2 separate regions of the Pan troglodytes genome follow, and region 2 is linked to region 1. Evidence: chromatin contacts called from public HiChIP or PLAC-seq data. All regions are on one chromosome and are shown on one strand. Each heading gives the region's core, a stretch centred on a gene start, on an enhancer-like site or on the middle of the called end of the contact. The rest is flanking DNA. Distances are from core to core; before and after follow the strand shown. Region 1 holds the start of LOC104004823. Region 2 holds the start of SMYD3 (SET and MYND domain containing 3).

What was found. HiChIP or PLAC-seq counts read pairs in DNA pulled down with a chosen protein or histone mark.
Region 2: an H3K4me3 HiChIP or PLAC-seq map of stem cell-derived excitatory neurons shows a contact between it and region 1, with 5 times the contacts expected there. The contact joins the promoter of SMYD3 here to the promoter of LOC104004823 in region 1. A contact is called at or near these places in 1 of 7 Hi-C or Micro-C datasets (stem cell-derived neural progenitor cells) and 1 of 1 datasets of contacts at active chromatin or transcription factors (stem cell-derived excitatory neurons).

Annotation. Positions count from the first base shown.
Region 1 is chr1:2,436,175-2,442,534 of NHGRI_mPanTro3-v2.0_pri, reverse strand. LOC104004823 reads left to right here and starts at 4,947. Exons shown (of 3, transcript XM_063789995.1): 1 at 4,947-6,013.
Region 2 is chr1:2,620,783-2,627,299 of NHGRI_mPanTro3-v2.0_pri, reverse strand. It overlaps SMYD3 (SET and MYND domain containing 3), which reads right to left and starts at 3,454. Exons shown (of 12, transcript XM_514316.9): 1 at 3,134-3,454. The coding sequence starts at 3,297. It also overlaps the pseudogene LOC112208344.

The sequences.
Region 1 (6,360 bases), core at 3,698-6,197:
TTGGCTCTCTGCAGCCTGCGCCTCCCGAGTTCAGGTGATTCTCGTGCCTCAGCTTCCCCAGTAGCTGGCACTACAGGCACATGCCACCACACCCAGCTAATTTTTCTTCTTTTTGTATTTTTAGTAGGGATGGGGTTTCACCATGTTGGCCAGGCTGGTCTCTAACTCCTGACCTCAAGTGACCTGCCCGCTTTGGCCTCCCAAAGTGCTGGGATTACAGGCATGAGCCACCACGCCCAGCCTAATTTATAAAGTTTCTGTTTGTCAAAGCTGGCTGAAATGTGATAGACATCTTCTGAAGGTGAGGTCATCTTCTAAGGAAGATGTTCAAAGGAAAACTGACTATTGGAAAGATAAGGGATGGGTGAAGGGGTGAAATCAGGAATCCTGCGGGCAGATGGACGAGATGCCCTCTGTCAGACCTCTGAGCCCAAGCTAAGCCATCATATCCCCTGTGACCCTCACGTATACATCCAGATGGCCTGAAGCAACTGAAGATCCACAAAATAAGTGAAAATAGCCACTTATTAGTTCCTGCCTCAACTGATGACATTCCACCATTGTGACTTGTTCCTGCCCCACCCTAACTGATCAATTGACTTTGTGACATTCCTTCTCCTGGACAATGAATCTCAGGAGCTCCCCACCAGCACCTTGTGACCCCCGCCCCTGCCCGCAAGAGAACACCCCCTTTCACTGTAATTTTCCACGACCTACCCGAATCCTATAAAACTGCCTCACCCCCCGATCTCCCTTTGCTGACTCCTTTTACGGACTCAGTCTGCCTGCATCCAGGTGATTAAAAGCTTTATTGCTCACATGAAGCCTGTTTGGTGGTATCTTCTCAAGGACTTGCATGACACCCTCCAGGGTCTAATCATACATCAAGATCTTAATATCCCAAGATTAACTGTACCCCAGATATCTAGTACCCTTCAGCATACATCCATCCCAATGTTCTAAAATATCACGTTTATAATTTAACTACATAAGACAGGGTTGGCCAAGGTTTTTTTGTTTGTTTGTTTTTTGGTTTTTGTTTTCTTTTTTTTTTTTTTTTTTTTTTTTGAGACAGGGCCTCACTCTGTCACCCAGGCTGGAGTGTGGTGGTGCCATCATAGCTCACTACAGCCTCAACCTCCTGGGCTCCAGCAATCCTCCCGCCACAGCCTCCTGAGTAGCTGTTATTACAGGCATGCATCACCATGCCTGGTTAATTTTTATATTTTTTGTAGAGACAGGGTTTCACCATGTTGCCCAGGCTAGTCTCAAACTCCTGGGCTCAAGTGATCCACCCACCTCAGCCTCCCAAAATAAATTTAAAAAAAAAGAAGAAGAAAAAGAAAAGGAACAATCATACAGTTATAGAATTGTAACTGCTAAAGAAGCAAGCTAGTAGCCTGTTAAAATAATACTGCCTTCCTAAATCTAGCAGCTATGAATATATCCATTCTATTATATCCACTCTACATTAAGTAATCTAGGTAAGCTTAACATTGGCCAGAAGTAGACAGAGCACACACGTGTGTATATTCACACATAATCTATGTTCACATACCCAAGAGACAAGGAGAGTTACTAGAATTAATAGGATAACTGTATTTTCTGGGAATTGTATTTAAGTATCCCCAGAAAATACAGTTTTTTTTTAAAAAGACTGCTATGATGGCTTTGCCTCTTTTATTTACTTGATATTCATTTATTCATCCATTCAAACAATATTCTTTTTTGTTTTTTGTTTTTTTTGTTTTTTTTGAGACGGAGTCTCGCCCTGTCACCCAGGCTGGAGTGCAGTGGCACAGTCTGGGCTCACTGCAAGCTCCGCCTCCTGGGTTCACGCCATTCTTCTGCCTCAGCCTCCCAAGTAGCTGGGACTACAGGCGCCTGCCACCACGCCTGGCTAATTTTTTGTATTTTTAGTGTAAATGGGGTTTCACCGTGTTAGCCAGGATGGTCTCGATCTCCTGACCTCGTGATCCGCCCATCTCGGCCTCCCAAAGTGCTGGGATTACAGGCATGAGCCACCGCGCCCTGCCCAAACAATATTCATTGGTTTCCAATTACATGAGAAGTGTTAAGTGTTGCAGTCATTGATTTGGGAAGAATGTGTCCTTGTCCAGGTCACAACCCCACCTCCTAAAGAGGAAGCATTTTGGTAAGACATGTAAGCTGTGCTGCAGTAATGCTGATGCCACAAAGCATGGGCGCCATCATCCCAGGGAGTAAGCTCATGCCCAGCTCCATCTTGGGCCAGCTATGTGACCTTGGGCAAGTCACTCAACCTCTCTAAGCTCCATTTCCTCATGTGTTGTCAGGCCTCTGAGCCCAAGCTAAGCCATCGTATCCCCTGTGACCTGCATGTACACATCCAGATGGCCTGAAGCAACTGAAGATCCACAAAAGCAGTGAAAATAGCCTTAACTGACGACATTCCACCATTGGGATTTGTTCCTGCCCCACCCTAACTAATACGATATATTCTCCCCCGCCCTTGACAATGTACTTTGTACGCCCATCCCAAACCTATAAGAACTAATGATAATCCCACCATCCTTTGCTGACTCCTTTTTCAGACTCAGCCCACCTGCACCCCGGTGAAATAAACAGCCTTGTTGCTCACACAAAGCCTGTTTGCTGGTATGAGATGTGGACGATAGTCATGACATTTACCTTATTTGGTTGGCATCACCATGTGGTCGCTTGTGGAAGCTTTTGCCTCTATCTTCATAACTGTTACGGGCATTCTCCAAAGCCACCCTGAATGAGTATGCAATCTAAGTCCAAGCACCATGTTTTCTTGGCACTTGCATCTCCCCCGTCCAATTAGACTGCAGCCCTTAAGCCCCTTGTGTATAGAACTCTGACTGCTGAGTTCTCAGAGCAGTGGCTGAGGCTCTGCACACGTGTGAGCTCCAGGCGCCACACCGCCCCCGATGGACAGTCCCCTGAAGGAAATGAACCCTCAGCGGTCGGAAGCACCATTGCCCCTCTGAGTCCCTGACTCCGGCTCAGGGGACATTTCCCACCAGTGTGATGGCGGCTGGGTATTTGCAGCCTGACCTGTCTACTCGTGGGAGTAGAAGACCCCTCAGAAGCAGAGCGAGCGTCCGAGCATGGTGGCTCACGCCTGTAATTCCAGCACTTTGGGAGGCCGAGGCAGGCAGATCCCGAGGTCAGGAGTTCAAGACCAGCCTGGTCAATATGGTGAAACCCCGTCTTTACTAAAAATACAAAAATTAGCCGAGCGTGGTGGCGGGCACCTGTAATCCCAGCTACTCAGGAAGCTGAGCCAGAAGAATCGTTTGAACCCAGGAGGCGGAGGCTACAGTGAGCCGAGATCACGCCACTGCACCCCAGCCTGGGAGACAGAGTGGGACTCCATCTCAAAAAAAAAAAAAAAAAAAGGAGAGTGAGCCCCGTTGAGGGCTGTGTGGTGAGGGAACAACTTTGGCCTACTACAAAAAAGTAGGACAGAGACTGCAGAATCAAACCTTTAACTTAAAACTTCAGATTTAAACAACTTTGGAGGAACACATAAGCAAAACATCTCCCTCCTTTACCACAGAAATGTTTTACATATCCCTGTGGCCTCAGTTAGTGTTTTTTCTTTTTTTACATTTGAGATATAATTCATATACCATAAAATTCAAAAACTTGGTGAACAATTCTGTGGTTTTTAGTATATTCATGTAACCTGTGTATAAAGTTTCTTCCCCATAGTTATAATCATAGTATGTAAACTTTTTTTTTTTGCTATTTTCTTCACTTTGCCTAATTTCATCCTCATATTCCTTTTTTCTTTTTTTAAGAGAGGGTCTCACTCTGTTGCCCAGGCTGAAGAGCAGCAGCGAGATCACAGCTCACTGCTGCCTCAATCTCCTGGGCTGAGGCAATCCCCCCACCTCAGCCTCTTGAGTAGCTGGGACTATAGGCGCATGCCACTATGCCTGGCTCATTTTTGTAGTTTTTGTAAAGACAGGTTTCTCCATGTTTCCCAGGCTGGTCTCAAACTCCTGGGCTCAAGCCATTCGCCCGCCTTAGCCTCCCAAAGCGCTGGGATGACAGATATGAGCCACTGAGTCTGGCTGTAACCTTTCTTTATTCATTAGACATTTGGGTTTTCTACCTTTCTCTCTATAATAAATGAATACTACTGTAAATATTATTGTACAGATAGACCTTTGTTTTGAACTATTATTATTATTATGATTTTAGACACAGAGTCTTGTTCTGTTGCCCAGGTTGGAGGGCAGTGGTGTGATCATAGCTCACTGCAGCCTAAAACTCTTGGACTCAGGTGATTCTCCCACCTCAGCCTACCAAGTAGCTGGGACCATAGCTGCACGCCCCCACGTCTGGCTAATTTTTTAAAATTTTTGTAGAGACAGGGTCTCCCTATGTTGCTCAGGCTGATCTCAAACTCCTGGGCTCACGCGATCCTTCCACCTCCGCCTCCCAAATTGCTGGGATTACAGGCATGAGCCACTGCACCTGGCCTTGAACTTTTTACTTAGAAATACATTCAGAGGTTTTTGGATTACTGAATAAGGGGTAAGATTGTTTTAAGGCTCTTGTTTTATTATTTTCCTTCAAAAAGACTGAACCCCTGTAATAAACTGGTGACACCAGTGATGTTTACACATGTCTGTATCCAATACTTGACCAGCCCTGGGTTCATTATCATCTTCATTTATGCCGGTAGGTGTAAAATGGTACATGATATAATTTTAAATTTAATTTCTTTAATAACTGGAGAGGAAGCAAGCCTTCCTACCCTGTGATTTTAAGCATCTAAAAGGAAGCTTCATGTGGTAGACTTGCTCTCATCCTATCACACTGCTAAACAAGGATCTACAGTGCCTAATTTCTGTTAGATTCAAATCTAAACATAACACATAGTTGATGCTAAATATCTATTTCATTGCTTTATGGCTTCTAAAATCTGAATATTTCCCCAACAGAGAGTAATCTGAGATATTATGCATCATATATATATATATACAATTTTTTTGCAACAAGGTCTTGCTCTGTTGGCCAGACGCTGGCGTGCAGTGGCGCTACCATAGCTCACTGCAGCCTCCAACTCCTGGGCTGAAGCTATCCTCTTGCCTCAGCCTCTCAAGTAGCTGGGACTACAGGCATGTACCACCAGGACTGGCAATTTTCTTAATTTTTATTTTTCATAGAGACATCTCACTATGTTGCCCAGGCTGGTCTCTAACTCCTGGGTGCAAGTGATTCTCCTGCCTTGGCCTCCCAAAGTGCTGGGATTACAGGCGTGAGCTGCCACGCCCAGACCAGTTTTTCCATCTTGGACTCTCAGCTCCAAATTCCCCCTTTTGGACTACTCTGTGAAAATGGATCTGGACCTTTAAATATTTTTTCCCGGGCTAGCTAGCACTGAAATCTTGCCAGTAGAGGGTGATAGAGAGACACTGGAGAAGGAAAAGAGGTTGACTTGCTTCTGGGTTCCAGGGTGCTCACTGGGTGGTTCCCCCAGTGCCCCACTCCTACAGGAACTGCAGCCAGCAGCACCCAGGAGACGGAACCTCCCTGCCCAGCCCGGCGCCCGCCAGCCCTGGTGCCGTTTCCCAGGAGACGGAACCTCCCTGCTCAGCCCGGCGCCCGCCAGCCCCGGTGCCGTTTTATAGCAGCATGCCTCTAGCAATCAAGACACCTGGCACCTCGGAGGGCCGACTTCCAGAAGGATTTGCCACAGGGCACCACAACAACTTCTCTGCCATTCAGAGTCACAGCTGCACAGGTCTGGATCTCCGCCTGGGGCCGGGGTGGGGGCTCTCTCAGTCCTGGGGCTGGTTCACTGGACTTTTCTTTCTTTGTTACTAGCCAGCCCCTCATGGCTGTAATCCCTTGCTCTAGTAAATAATTCTTTATATTGAATTTTCTCTGTTCAAATTACTATGTGATTTCTCTCTCCGGACTGGACTCAGACTGATACAAGTATGGACCCCCTAGAAGGAACAACAAATGGAGCTGCCGTCTATATACACACGTGAGATGGAATTCGTGTTTTAGATCCTTTCCAACACCTTGCTGTCTCAGAGGGCGGAGGACTCGGGTCCCACCTCACACGTGGCAGCCGGCCCTGGCGCAGGCACCTGTTCCCAGCTGAGGCAATCAGAACCCACCTGGGATTTTTTTTTCACCCTCGAAGCCAACTTCTCTCCCTTAAACTAAAGCAGAAAGAGTATGAGGATGTGACTTCAGAACTGCCTGCTCCATCCCTTGCCCAGGGGGAGGCTTAGAGTCTGATGGGGCTGGGCACCGTGGCTCATGCCTATAATCCTAGCACTTTGGGAGGCTGAGGCGGGCAGATTGCTTGAGCCCAGGTATTTGAGA
Region 2 (6,517 bases), core at 2,205-4,704, 190 kb before region 1:
GATCACACCATTGCACTCCAGCCTGGGCAACAAGAGCAAAACTCCATCTTAAAAAAAAAAAAAAGTGATTTCAGATTATAATTTCATTGCCATTTACTCTTTCTACAACTTACATACTTCATTTTCTTTTCCAGGCACAACATGGAAAAACCAGAAGCCATTCCTTAATGAGAGGAAAAAGGTAAGATAAGCCATGAAGCAGGTTCACCTTTCTCCATTAACAAAAACAAGTATACAGAACTAAAGCTACTAATCAAAACAGCTCTGGAGCAAAGGAAATCATGTAAAACTTGGTAACCATTATTTCTGGAGCCTAAGGAAGTAGAGTTGTGCATCCCTTAAGGACATCATGAGGTGATTTCATTGTTGTAGGAACATCATGGTGTATCCTCGCACAAACCTAGACTGTGCATACAGCCTGCTACACACCTAGGCTAGCAGGTATTGTCTGTACTGCCTACTGCTCTGAGGCTATAAACCTGTACCGCATGTTACTGTACTGAATACTGTAGGTAACTATAAAACAATGGTAAGTATTTGTGTATCTAAATGTACCTAAACACAGAAAAAGTACAGTTAAAAAATGATATAATCATACAGGGCCACTGTCATGTATCTGGTCTTTCGCTGACCAAAATGTCGTTATGCAGTGCATGACTGTAATTATCATCAATATCTGTTTTTTTAATTCTATTTTGATTTTTCCTTTCCCATGTAACTGTTAATTGCTACAAACTAACATTTTCATTCCATACTTAATTCAGATGGAAGGCAGCAGAAGGACAGGGACAGTTAGGAGGAAAATTCTGCCAGACATTCATACTAAGGGCTTACTATGTGTTAGACACTGGGGCTACAAAAATTGAAAGATGCACTATTCTTAAAGACTTCACAATGGACAGTGAATAAAGAGAAACAAATTTTACTTACAAGATGACAAATAATACAGAAACTTATCCCTCAAGGACAGGCATTCAACAGTGGCAGAAAACTGCATCAAACAATGCACTAACATTTCCCTAACACTATTTTCAGGTTGCAGTGATTCCCAACCAGGCTCTTTGGAACACTATAACCACTGAAATGGGAGTGTTCAAACAGAGCAACTACTACCACAACACAAGTGAACTGTGTATCCTGGCAATCCAAAGTAAGTGCAAATATTTTGTGTCTGTGTAAAATACTAGTAAGTATTTGTCAGTCATTATGAAGAATCTGTTTAGCTTGTTTTGTTTAGATGCTTAGCATTTACTTATATCCCTTTTTCTATGTTTATGTTTGCTGATTTCCCCACTGGATAACTATCGGTGGGAAGTAGAGTGAGCCTGCCTTCTATCTTAAAAGCCAAAAAGGCTAAATACCGTCTCAACCTCCCTCGCAGCTAGGGGTGCAGGCAGTGACCTAAGTTTAGCCAATCCAAGACACTCACTGAGGACTTTGAATAAAAGCCAGTATCACAAAGAAGAATGGTTGAGAGAATCATTCTCCAGCAACAGTGAGTTTCCCAAGGAGCAGCAGCAGCAGCAGCACCAGGGTCCAGTGTCTATGGTGTTCGTGGTATCTACTGCAGAATCCAATATTATCAGGCGACAGAAGTGATATACACCCCAGATCCCAGCCCCAACTACTTTTGCAGTGCAATCCTAACTTGGTTTCAGCCGATGCCCAGTCAAGTCTTGGCAGACTTTAAAGCAACACTGAGAACTCCCCCAAAACTCTTTCATTAAATTCCTTTTTTGCTTAAATCCCCACAGTTACTGCAAACAGGAAAAATGAATGAGACTAACGAAATAGTATGGTAAATCAACAAGCATCCCACCCACAAAGGGTTTGTGTAGCTAATTTTGGAAATGCACAATTCCGTGTGTCACAAGACTCAACTTCAGCTCTAATGATTCAATTGCCAATTTGTCACCATTTATTCATTCCAAAACTTTTCTGTTCCAAGAACTATCTTGAAAGGAACGAATTGTTTTCAACCACACAGTTTACAAAAACTTCAAGATGCTGCTCTCTCCCGAACAGATGTTTTCGCTGTTATCATTACTTCAGAAAGCAACAGACAAAATTATTATTTGGTAGCTCTAAAATGCAAAGTCATATTCCTGAATTATGAATCAAATGAGAACAAAGTAAGAACAATGGTCAAATTACAGATACGAGTTTTGCACTTACCGTCCCACCTCCACCCACCTAAATCTCAGACTGGCAGGTCTGAAAAGCGGCCATGCACAAAATCATCGCACTCATCTCAAAATAGAACTCTTCTTCCTCGCACACAGAAGCTCAATAATATTTGTTGACTGAATGCAGTTCCTATTATTCATGTATGTTACACATTTCCATAAATTGCTTTCACATAGCACTTTACACCTGCACAGCGCGTCCAGGCTTCCAAAACACCTTCACGTGAATCCCTGCATCTAGAATGGTGGTTAAGAGTTAGACATGCCTGCACAGCCATTAAATGGCACAGCACACGGGGGACCCGTGTCTGATGCTCCCACAGCACATTAATTGCCCCTCTATTCCAGCCCCTCTGGTACACTGTAATTCTCTCTCTCACTTGATCAGCTCCTTGAGGCGGTCCCGTTCATCTTCGTATCCCCAGGCCACACACAACCCAGACCACAGAGGTGCACTGTAAACATCAAGATTCTTCCACCTCCTGCAAGCCTGATGCTTTACCGGCGGGGCCTCTGCGGGGGAGCCTGATTTATACTCATCCCAGCTCCCACCCAGCCCCACGCCCGCCACCTGTGATTTCCACAGCCGCACCAAGGAAGACTGTCCAGCACACAGACTTTTCGTTTCCCAGCAAAATTACCCCCGGCACGACGCTTCCCCCTTAAGTCTGCCCAATGGCTTTCCCATTTCCACCGCAGCCCAGGTTGGGGGGCAGTGGCTGAGCCTGGGCCCCCTCCCCAACCTCGCTGCGGCAACCTAGGGGGGTGTCCGGGCGGGGCCTGTCAGCAGCGACCCGCCCCCGGGCACACGCGCGTCAGGGGCAGCACCGCCAAGCTGCCTGTGCAGCCCCATCCAGCCGGAGTCCCGCGGCTGCCGCCCGCCCGACGCCCCCCCCAGCACCCCACACAGCTCGCGACTCAGGTGGGCGAGGGCGCTCCATACGCACCCGAGAAGGCAGCGGTCGCAGACCACGCCACGACTGCCCTTGCACACCGTGTACGCCAAGGGATCCGAGCGGAAGAGCAGCTCTCCGGGGCGCAGCGGGGTCACGGCGCGCAGCCCGTTTCCCCTGTTGGCGGTTGCGAACTTTTCCACCTTCAGCGGCTCCATCCTCCCGCAGCTCCGGCACCTCAGACGGCTACCCGCGTCCAGCAGCGGGCGTCTCACGGGCTGCCGGGACCCGCGCGCCTGCGCCCTGCGCGCACACGTACGCCCGAGGGGCGGGGCGGGCGCGATGGGGCATGAGCATGCGCAGATGGAGTCTGGAGGGACGGCTGGAGTGGCGTGTGTGGGACCTGAAGGTAGTCGTAAGGCTCCGCGTGCGGCTCGTGCCCATGGCGACTGCGCAGAAGACAGGCGGGGTTTTTTTCCCCCTCTAACATTGTATTACGATCATTTTAACGCATACGGAACAGTTGAAAACAGTGCAGTGAACACCTGTATACCTCCGCCTAAATCAGACAACCTAGCACTTTGCCATTTCTGCTCGTCACTCTCTCCCCACCTGTAGCTATGTATGCACGTATTGTCGTTAAACTATTTCAAAGTTGCAGGCATCATGACATCACAACTAGTACTTTGCACTGTAACTTTTTTTTGTTTTAGGACGGAGTCTTGCTCTGTCGCCCAGGCTGGAGTGCAGTGGCGAGATCTCGGCTCACTGCAACCTCCGACCTCCGGGTTCAAGCGATTCTCCTGCCTCAGCCTCCCGAGTAGCTGGGACTACAGGCATGTGCAATCCTCCCGCCTGGGCCTCCTGACTAGATGGGACTATAGGCACACGCCACCATGCCTGGCTAATGTTTTTTACTTTCCTCCAGAGACAGTCTACCTATGTCGCCCAGGCTAGTCGCAAACTCCTGGCCTCAAGTGAACCTGAACCTCCTGCCTTGACCTCTCGAATTGCTGGAATTACAGGTGTGAGCCACCACACCCAGCCTAATTTTCTTTTTTGTTTTTGGGGGTTTTGTTTTGTTTTGTTTTGTTTTTTGAGACGGAGTCTCATTCTCGCCCAGGCTGGAATGCAGTGGTACGATATTGGCTCACTGCAACCTCTGCCTCCCGGGTTCAAGCGATTCTCCTGCCTCAGCCTCTTGAGTAGCTGGGACTACAGGCGCCTGCCACCACGCCCGGCTAATTTTTGTATTTTTAGTAGAGACGAGGTTTCACCGTGTTAGCCAGGATGGTCTTGATCTAACCTTGTGATCCGCCCGCCTCGGCCTCCCAAAGTGCTGGGATTACAGGCGTGAGCCACCGCGCCCAGCCCACCCGGCCTAAATTTCTTAGTTTGGACTAACGTGCCATGGTAATGCAAAATGTCATTATTAAGGGCAGCTGGATGGAAGGTGTAGGAGTACACTATAGTGCCTTTCAATTTTTCTGTGTATCTAAAGTCATTTCAAAAGTAAACATTTATTTTAAAACATGAAGGTGGTTATGTTTCCATGAGTGTAAAGTACAAAAGGCAGGCTCGTGGTGCCGTCAGAAGTCAGAACACTGGTTTCAGGGCTGGGGGTGCTGGGAGGGGCTGGGCATGGTTGGCTTTGTGATCTAGGGCTGGTGTGTTCCATCTGTGAATATCTTTTAAGCTGTGCACTTACCAGGGATGTAAGTCATATCTTAATAAATTTTCATAAGTTTGACAAAAAATAAAATGAGGATGGGAAGCTTGTTTGGGTTGTGGGGCCTCGGGTGCTTATCCAGCCATGAGCTGTGTCCCAGATGCTTCTAGAAGCCTGGAGGGAGCTGAGAACATTCCAAGTCGAGGTGGCAGAGCCAAGGCCCTGAGGTGGGAGCGCAATGCTGCACATCCCCAGCTGTGAATGGGGTGTCCTGGTCAGAAGCAGTGCTGTGTGCACTGCAGGGCTGGCAAATCCATGTCCACATTGTGGCTTGGTGCAGTGAAAGCCAATCTCAGCCCCCTCCGCAGTGTGATTAGCCTGCCAGCAGGTGGCCAGCTGGTCCTCCTGGGAAATGGTGCCAACCCAGAGATTGGGTGCAAGTGTCTCATCCACGGAGGGGCGCTCAGCAGTGGTGTCAGCCTGGTGAGCCTCGGTAAGGGCACGTGCAGGATGCTGAGCCTCTTCTGTTCCCATGCCCGTCTCAAGGCCACTTGCTCCATGGGCCCATCCAGCAAGCATGGTGGCCAGGAAAGAAGCCGGCTCCATTCACAGGGCGTGCTGTTTTGCTCACCTCAGGACCAAGAGCATCCTCCGTAGTGATTCTCTTTGGTGGGAGCACTAGAAACATGAACCACAGATACCTTCAGCATCTGAGCCGCTGAGGCGAGGGCTGCAGGACACCCTGCTGTCGGGAAACCCTGCACTGGCGGCTGGAAGGCACGTGGTGGTGGCGCCTGCTGTGGCTGCAGCAGTTGCTGCAAGGCTTCGGGATCTCGCCGGCCCCCGCGAGGTGAATTGTGACAGTGCAGAGCTCCGTGGTACCAGGGCCCCCTGCATGGCCATGCTGACTGCAGCTGGGAGCCCACCACACCCCTGGTTCCCCGCTCTTCCCAGGGCTGGGGTCTAGGCCAGGCCCCTCTTGGCCTGCGAATTGTGCCCTGGGAGGGGGACACTGTTCCACAGGTTGGGACCAAGGACCCAGGGCATGCTACTGGCTGGCTGGGCTGCAGGGATGCCATGCTCACCTTTCTCTCTCATGGCCTTGACGGGACCGGCTTCCTCATTGAACAGCATTTTCCAAGGTGTCTGGGATTGCGGGGCAGCTGGTGGGGTGCCACCCTGGCTCCTTCTAGGCATGCCCGTCATTGGCCACCAAGGGGGCCAGATGCAGGTGCCCATGCTGCTGTGGGGGTATCTCCCAACTTCCCTCTTAGTCCTGATGGGCCTAGGCAGGGCCTGATATGGGGGTCCCCATGGGCTTCCTGGGCTAAGCCTGCCCCATGGTCCCAGGGCTGTCCAGGACACATTCAGAAGGGACATGAGCTCAGCAGCTCTGTTTGAAATTATTATGGAACCAAGGGCCCCCCACATCCAAGTCCATTGGGAGTTGGGACATGGAGTTCCGCTGCAGGTACCTCCAGGAACCCCGAGGTCCTCCTTGAGCCAAGGCCAGGCTGGGCACACCGTAAGTCCTGGGTCCCCCAGAGAATGGCCTGCTGCCCTGGGCTCCCCAGAAGCCCCCTCACGCCCCTGGGCCTTGGCCACATGGAAGCCCCACCAGGACAGGTGTGACAGGACAAGGAACCCATGGTGGGGAAGCAGACCAAATGGGCCGCTGGAACCAGGCTGGTGGGCCAGGGGGCGCCTGCCCATCCCCCTTGCAGAGGGCCTTCCTGCCACATGAAGCCAGCACAGCCCTGGCTGCTGAG